2 separate regions of the Mus musculus genome follow, and region 1 is linked to region 2. A link is a contact called in public promoter capture Hi-C data. All regions are on one chromosome and are shown on one strand. Each heading gives the region's core, a stretch centred on a gene start, on an enhancer-like site or on the middle of the called end of the contact. The rest is flanking DNA. Distances are from core to core; before and after follow the strand shown.

Region 1 (3,570 bases), core at 625-3,124, 88 kb before region 2:
AAGTTGGCCAATGCTCTCTCAAAGCCTTCTGGCCTGGGGCTCCTGCTTACTTCAGATCCTGCTGAGTACTCGCCCCTCCTGGGCTTAGGGAACCCAGTATCGGTTGCCTGACTTCAGATTAACATTGAAAACACCCTAGAGTGCTGCTACAGAGGACAGGCAGTTTGGTAGGTCCTAAGAGTGTCTGGGTGGCCAGCTGTGACTGCAGGTGACCGTAGCTAGCTCTCCTGACTCATAAAATGCACCCTTTTCCCACCAGGCATTTGAGGCTGTCTGAGAGCAGCCTGGACAGGAGGAATATGGTAGCAGCTTAGTCAGGCTCCCAGGCAAGGTCTGCTCCTAGTGGGCGACCCACACTCAGGATTCCTGATACTTCTACAATGGGCTTCCCACCACCCCGGTACACCTGGGAAGTCTCAGCTCCCGATGAAGACTTCCTGTTTCTTGCGGGGGGGGGGGGTGGCTGGAGCGACCTGGGAACTGTAGAGCTCCAAATGCCGGAAGCTAAGATGCCCAGGTGCCTGAGGGCACAGGAGCAGCACCATTCCCACACCAAACAGTCCAGCAACGTTCACTCTCTGACCAGCAGAGAGGTTCTCTGGGCTCAAAACAGCAGGAGAGGAATGTGCTTAAAACTTCATGGGGTGGGGATTGTCCTCCCCACCTGCCCCGCCAGACATTCACCATTCCCAGCCACCCAGGGGAAGAAGAGCCCACAGATGTAGCCTCAAATACCCCGTCCTTAGGACAGACACCTGCTAGAGGCCTGGGGCTGAGAGACCTTCCAGAACCCACTAGTGTCAGGCTGTTGGGAGGTGCAGTTCACTGTATCACTTGCTAGGAAGGCACTCTAAATTCTGATAGGGTCTTGTAGACGCCCGGTTCTAGGAGGGGACGTTGGAAATGCACTTCCACACCCCATACTCTCTCTCCTTCACCAACCTAGGCTTGAGCAAGAGCTTCACTAAGTCCACTCATGTTATGGGGATACTGAGGGTTCCCTGACTGACCCCGCACCCCACAGGCTGTGTGGACACTGGGTGCCTGTGTCCACAACCCGCAGCACTGTGGCCTCTCCGCAGCCACAGCTTTGCTGTGTAAAGGGCTGAAGCAGTTTCTAGATGGAGGGTGTTGGGACCAGAGGTCAGACCTGCCTGACTCCCTGACTCCCCCAGTTCAGCCTAGAAAGCTCTCTCTCTGGAGTTTTGCTGGCTCTGGGCTTCTGAGGCACCATTTTCCACTCCAGACAGAGTCCACTACTACCACTGACTGACTGAAGGTTTAGGAAGAGTTAGCACAGATGGGCAGTCAGGGCAGAAGTTCTGTCCCATTCCCACGGAGCCCGTGTGAGTCTTGGATAGGAACGGAGCTCATTCTGCAAACAGGATCAGGTTGGTAAAGATTCTCTCTCGCTAAGCAGTTTCCCACGTGGCCTCACTCTTAAGAAAGATCCAGAGCCCCTCTTCTATCACTGAATGTTAGGTTTTTAGAAACATTCCAAGCTTGCTGCCAGGTTGGTTCTGTTCTTCGCCACAATTCCTAGGAGACAAGGAGAAAACGAGGGTAAGAAACCCGGGAACGGAGAATGAAAGAGCTCGTCCAAGGTCAGACCCTAAGAGGGCTGCGTTGCAGGCGGCTGCTCCTAGTTCGCGTGTGCGAACAAGCGGGGGGTTCCGGGAGGCGCGCAGGGCCGGAGTGGGCGCGCAGGTGGCGGGGCCGGAGCGGGCGCGCGGCGCGGGCGCAAAGAACAAAAGGGCGCCCCACTCCCGTCCCACCCGCCCTCTCTTAGCCAATCGGCTTGGCCTGAGCAGCAGAGGCTCTCTAATTGGCTGCACAGCGACCAATCACACTCCAAGGCTGAGAGCCCCCCCCCCCGCAACCCCACGTGGGGTGATGTTCCTCGCTAGAGAAGGGCGGGGCACGGAGCTGGGCCTCGCTTGGCGCGCCTCGGGGACCTGACGGCGACCCGTGCAGCCCTGGGGGATCCCCTGCGGTCGCCAGTGGACCTCGTAGCCTCCGGTCCCCATGGGGGCGTCGTCAGGCTCCTTCGGCGCCTTGGGAGTGCAGAGCCTCCCGGATGGGAGGTGGTAGGGCAAACACGGGGTTGACCCCCGCTCTCATGGGAGGTGTTGGGGGATGCAGAAGAGCGCCACCTGGGTTTGGCTCGGAGGCTGAAGCTGGTGGGGTGGAGGAAAGGAAGACACGGTCCTGCTGTTTAGTGGCAGAGGCATCAGTTCATTCTTGGATGGAGTCCGGTTTTGACACCTCCTCTCATGCCCTGGGGACACAAAGAGAGGTGGCCTCTGTGCAAGCTTGGGGGCTAGTCCTCCCCAGGCCGTTTCCATTAGTCTCCCCTCCAAACTACTCCATGTGGAACATACTAGAATGTTTTTTGATACGGGCAATTGACACGGTCTTACATTTTTATGGCACCCTCAGACGGGACATTTGAGGAGAGTTGAATAAATGGAAAATACATGACTTAAAGGAGGAGATGTCTAGTACCCAAGCCGGCAACCAAGGGGAGCTGCCTCCACCCTAGACAGGGAGGGCAGTTGCAGTGGAGAAAGAGGCCCGTTTAGGAGCTGTGACCTTGGAAAGGGGACTCAGTGACCTGACAGGGAGGTGCTGGGTGGTGCAGCACCAGCTTGCCAGCGCTTCCCACTGGCCGAATGGAGGCCCAAGCTGGAGCAAAGGAACCCAGGCCAACACTGCCTGCAGCCATTTTCTGCTATGGGTAGGGAGATGGGGTAATGGTGGGGATAGCTGTGGTGGTGTGTCAGGGTGCTGAGGCCCAGCAACAGGAGTGTGTCCTGCGCTTGTACTCAAGTGTGAATAGAGTCTTAGGAAACATTGGGTTTCGTTTGTGAGCAGTAGGCATATGTAACATAGGTGAGGCCCTGAGGCCGTCCACCTGTGCAGCCTTGGGATGGATTGGATGGGACTGGGCAGAACCTTTGTTCCCACAGAAGACAGCCTGCAAGGCACAGAGTGGTCTCAGGGCAATAGTAGGGACCTAAACTCTGTCTCAGGGACTTGGGTCCTGCTTACTGGTGTCCTGGGGCCCCGCCCTGGGGAAAAAACGGGCACAGACCAGGCATGGAAAAGTTTGTGGTCCAGATGAAGATGTGCGGGAACCACAAGAGGTCTAGAAAGGCTCCTCACAAAAAAATGGGAGCCAAGGAGAGGTGTGGAGCTTGATGCGGCGTTTAAAGGCCGCTAGGACTTGGGTGGGGGGCAAGGCACAGAGAAAGGCGCAGAGCAGGGAGGTGATACCAGGTGTCCGGAGAATGTGGCCCATGGCGGGTGTGGTCGTGTGCAGCGGGCCTCTGACAAGAGGAAGGCGGGGGACACTGGCAACACCCCTCCTCCGTCATAAGGTGGTAATGATAGGATTATCTGGGAGGCTGCAAGGAGGATGTGCTGTGTGCAGTCCAGTGTCTTGCAATTGACAATTGCAGGCTCAGTGCACGCATATACACTGTCAGTACAGGCTCTGGTCACAGTCAAGGAGACGCGGGCCGTGGGTGTGTGGGCCGAGTCTTCTGTGTGGATACTGTGGAGGATTTC
Region 2 (3,797 bases), core at 144-2,643:
TGTCAAAGGATAACCTCACCTGGACATACCCTCAAAGACACACCCAGAGTCTATGTCTGGACATCTCCCGGCCCAGTCAAGTTGACGTAGAGACTGAGCCATGGCCTGTTAACTACAGCTAGGAGTGGGGCAGCTGGGTCCCCACCCGGAATCAGGATGTGTAGTAGTAGCCAATGGCTCTTGGCCGCGGTCAGCCTGCCATGCACTCTTCCTGAGCCTCACCGACTCAGATTGGTCTTTCTTAGCTTAGCCGTTCTAGGGAGTATGAAATAACATCCTCGGGAAAGCCTCCCTACCCTAATGATTGGAGAGGCCATTTCGTCACCTGCAGACAAGCCGTTTAGATGCCTTTCTGGTCCACAAAATGACTGCTTTGCTGTTTCTTACTGATTTGCGGCTTCGTATAGTATGGATGCAAACTCTTGAACAAACATCTCTCTGTCCATCTACTAAGGCACACAGAGGTGGAAGGGCATGAAGCTTACTCATTTACTCTCCTAATAGCCCCTCCAAGGTCTTAATGTCTCCCCTGCCCTGTGGTGCCAGGGATCAAGCCTAGGGCTTTGTGCATCGTTACGAGAACATTCTACTATGCGGCTACCCTACTACCATTTAAAAGTAAATTGTTACAGAGCCTGGAGATATAGCTTAGTGGTTAAGAGCACTGGCTGCTCTTCCAGAGGACCTGGGTTCAATTCCCAGCACCCACACGGCAGCTCACAAGCGTCTGTAACTCCAGTTTTAAGGGATCTGACACCCTCGCAAAAGCATATATACAGCCTGAAATCAGTGCACATAAAATAAAAGTCAATTATTAAAAATTCATTGCATTTATCTATTTGTGGGTCAGTATGTGTACACGTGCCAAATGCATGGGTGGAGGCCAGAGGACACCCTGCAGGAGTCAGTTCTCTTCCACCGTAGGTCGGGGATCCATTTCAGGTCATCCGGCGTGGTGGCAGACACTTTTACCCACAGACCCATGGTTTTCAAGTTCTTGTTCCATGAGGTCCAGTCTGGTTTTCATGGTTACTGCCATTGTTGTCCCGCAGAAGAAATCTCTGCGGAACAATGTCTAGAAAAGCTCCTGCCTTTTATTCTAGACCAAGGGTCTTACTTTTCACCTCTGGTCCACGATCCACTTCTAATTCTTTTTAAATATCTATATGATGCGGTGCTGGACTGGGGCAGTTTTCCCCTGTCACTGTCCAGCTGACGAGGCAGCCTGCAATGATGGGCTGTACTGCCTGCTGCACTGCAGTGGTCTTTGTTATAAATCAGCAGGTGGGGGAGGGGAAGCTTCCTGGACCCGCCTTCCTGTCCACGGGTCTATTTGACTGTTCCTGTGCCAATCATCTGGGCCTTTACTGGCTACTCAAAGCCCACCCACAGGTTTAAGCAGAGAGGCCTCAGGACAAGGCTGCAGGCGGGCTCCAAAGCTTATCAGTGGTCTGGCCCTGTGTGTCTATTCAGCTCCCTCCTTCAGCAGCCCAGTGGCTGCATTCTGGCCTCTGTGTGATCCTCAGGCAGTGAACTGAGCTGCAGGCTGGGCAGCTGAAGGCCTGACCAAGATCATGTTGCAGTTCCCAGGGGGTGGCTCTTCCACCTACCCTACCCAGGCAGGACCCCTAGCCCACCCTATTCCAGAAATGTCCCAAGCACAGCCTCTTGAGGTCTGTCCTGAGGAGGCAGCTGGAGGCAAAGGGCATGCCTTCCTATTCCGGCTGTGCAGCCAGCGAACTCTACGGTTCAGCCACAATCATTCATCTAGGGCCTGTGGGTCTGACATGTGGACAGGAAGAGAAATCCCACACGGAGCCAGACTCTGGGGCTTATGAGGAAGCAAGGGCCAGATTATGAACAAAGCACACACGTGGGGCTGCCATTTTAAGTCGTGCTGACATCTGAGGACAGCTGCAGGAGGTAAGGAGCAGGTCCCACAGGAATGAGGAGTGGGTGCTTCCGGAATAGCAAAGGCCCTAAGGTGTCCAGAAGGGAAAGGAAGCCTAGGTCTTCCCTTGGGTTAGGAAGGGGAGACGGAGGAATGATCACCTAGAGGCAGCCTCTGGATGGACAGAGTGGCTGAATCCCAGAGGTTCTTGAAGGCCACTAAAGCCTCTAGCTCTAGAATCAAAGATGGGGGGCCAGGGCAGGGGGAGAGAGAAGGCACTGGGGATGGGAAGGACCAGGGCCAGGAATGACTTTAGCACGATGTCTGGGGACTCAGGAGTGAAGGGGTTGGAGGGTGAGGTCACTCCTGCCTCTAGCGCTGGGGCTGATTGTCTGAGGGGTACTTCAGTAAGCTGTGGGTCAAAGGGGGTTGGAGCGCCTCTAAGAGATCTGGGCCCTGTGTGGCTGCCCACCAGACTGACGTCAGGAGCTGGTGTGTGAAGTGGGCCCTTCCCGCCAGGGACATGAACTTAGGGATTGGAAAGCAGGAATTCAGATCGGGTCATGGCAAGGGCGGGAAGGGACAGGATGGAGCCTCAGGGAGGAGGTCAGGGAGGGGACACCATGAGGCAGATCAGGGTGGCGTCAGAAAGCCTGCAGAGGAAGGCTTCTCTGGGAGGGCGTCACCCCAGGACCCCCAAAGGAGGCCTGAGCAGTGGCCCTTGGATCTGCTGTGGTGGCGGTTGGTGACTTGGACAGTCTCTCATATCTCTTCCTTGTATCCATGCCTCAAGCCAAGTCCCAGCACGTGGGTGAGGCTGACAGCTGTGTGGTCACCAAGCACCAGGCTGAATGAGGCCCTGGAGTTCCCCTCCCTGCCTCAATTTTCCCACACTTACACACGTTAAACAAACAAACAAACAATAAATAAATAAAACCTCTTTGATGACCACAGCCTGTGCATATGAGTCAACAAAAAATCATTTCCCCCACAGTTGCCGAAGCTCCCAGAACCGGAACAGAGGTGTGGGCAGGTGGTGCCGCTGGTGCAGGGGGTGGGTCTGTGGGCCAGGCTGATTGGCACTCTCCAGCTTCGCCAGCGAGCTTGTTGAGCTTGTCGGGTGTAAGCCTGGCTCTTCTCGTCTCCATCTTCACACAGTTCCTAGGGCTCAGATGCCTCTCTGCCTCACCTGGTTGTCCCGTATACATTTTAAAATGTTAATTGTCTTAGGTATGTGGGTGTCTTGTCTGTCTGGCTGTCTGGCTGTGCATGTGTTATAGAAGGTTATGAGCCACCATGTAGGTAGGTTCTGGGAATTAAACCTGGGTCCTCTGGAAAAGCAGCCAGTGCTCTTTCTCTCCTGCTGAGCCATCTCTCCAGCCTGTTTTTTTTCCAGATTCTTCCTGAAAATTTATGTTGCTGGATGAGGAAACAAAGTCGAGTTATGAAGTAACTTTCCTGGTGCAGAGGCCCACCCAGATTGGAATTCCAATAAATTTGACTTTATCTATATAAACACTGTGCTCTCAGACTGCGTTTGCCTCTATACCAACACAAAGCTTTTCTTCACTCGCCCATGTAAGTACATTGATAACTTTGGGGGATCATGCAGCCCAAGGGAAGGATTGTTTTCCTGTGTATATATTCTTTTGTTTGTTTGTTTGTTTGTTTGTTTGTTTGTTTTTCGAGTCAGGGTTTCTCTGTGTAGCCCTGGCTGTCTTGGAACTCAATCTGTAGACCAGGCTGGCCTCGAACTCAGAAATCCACCTGCCTCTGCCTCCCGAGTGCTGGGATTAAAAGCATGTGCCACCACTGCCTGCCTCCTGTGTATATATCCTTAGAACAATGTTGGGCTATCTAGGTTTATGTCAACTTGACACAAGCTAGAATCATTTGAAAGAAGAGA

Evidence for each region. Promoter capture Hi-C pulls out the DNA fragments that hold promoters and counts their contacts.
Region 1: a promoter capture Hi-C map of liver shows a contact between it and region 2, with 2.9 times the contacts expected there. The contact joins two enhancer-like sites. A contact is called at or near these places in 11 of 39 promoter capture datasets (the HPC-7 cell line, cranial neural crest, embryonic stem cells and 4 more), 5 of 15 datasets of contacts at CTCF or cohesin (CD8 T cells, embryonic stem cells and pro-B cells), 37 of 484 Hi-C or Micro-C datasets (the AML12 cell line, the Ba/F3 cell line, the G1E-ER4 cell line and 8 more), 16 of 115 datasets of contacts at active chromatin or transcription factors (the HPC-7 cell line, the SCID.adh cell line, bone marrow-derived macrophages and 10 more) and 2 of 9 other capture datasets (embryonic stem cells and macrophages).

Annotation. Positions count from the first base shown.
Region 1 is chr11:120,303,560-120,307,129 of GRCm38.p6, reverse strand. No RefSeq gene overlaps it. Among named protein-coding and RNA genes, the nearest start is that of Mir6935, 42 kb to the left of the region's middle. Within about 2 kb of position 1,874, at least 315 of the 459 cell types and tissues checked have an H3K27ac peak or open chromatin away from gene starts, as enhancers often do. A contact at or near this core is called in the Ba/F3 cell line, the HPC-7 cell line, the SCID.adh cell line and 5 more, where this site is marked.
Region 2 is chr11:120,214,692-120,218,488 of GRCm38.p6, reverse strand. No RefSeq gene overlaps it. Among named protein-coding and RNA genes, the nearest start is that of 2900052L18Rik, 15 kb to the left of the region's middle. Within about 2 kb of position 1,393, at least 92 of the 459 cell types and tissues checked have an H3K27ac peak or open chromatin away from gene starts, as enhancers often do. A contact at or near this core is called in the Ba/F3 cell line, the HPC-7 cell line, the SCID.adh cell line and 5 more, where this site is marked.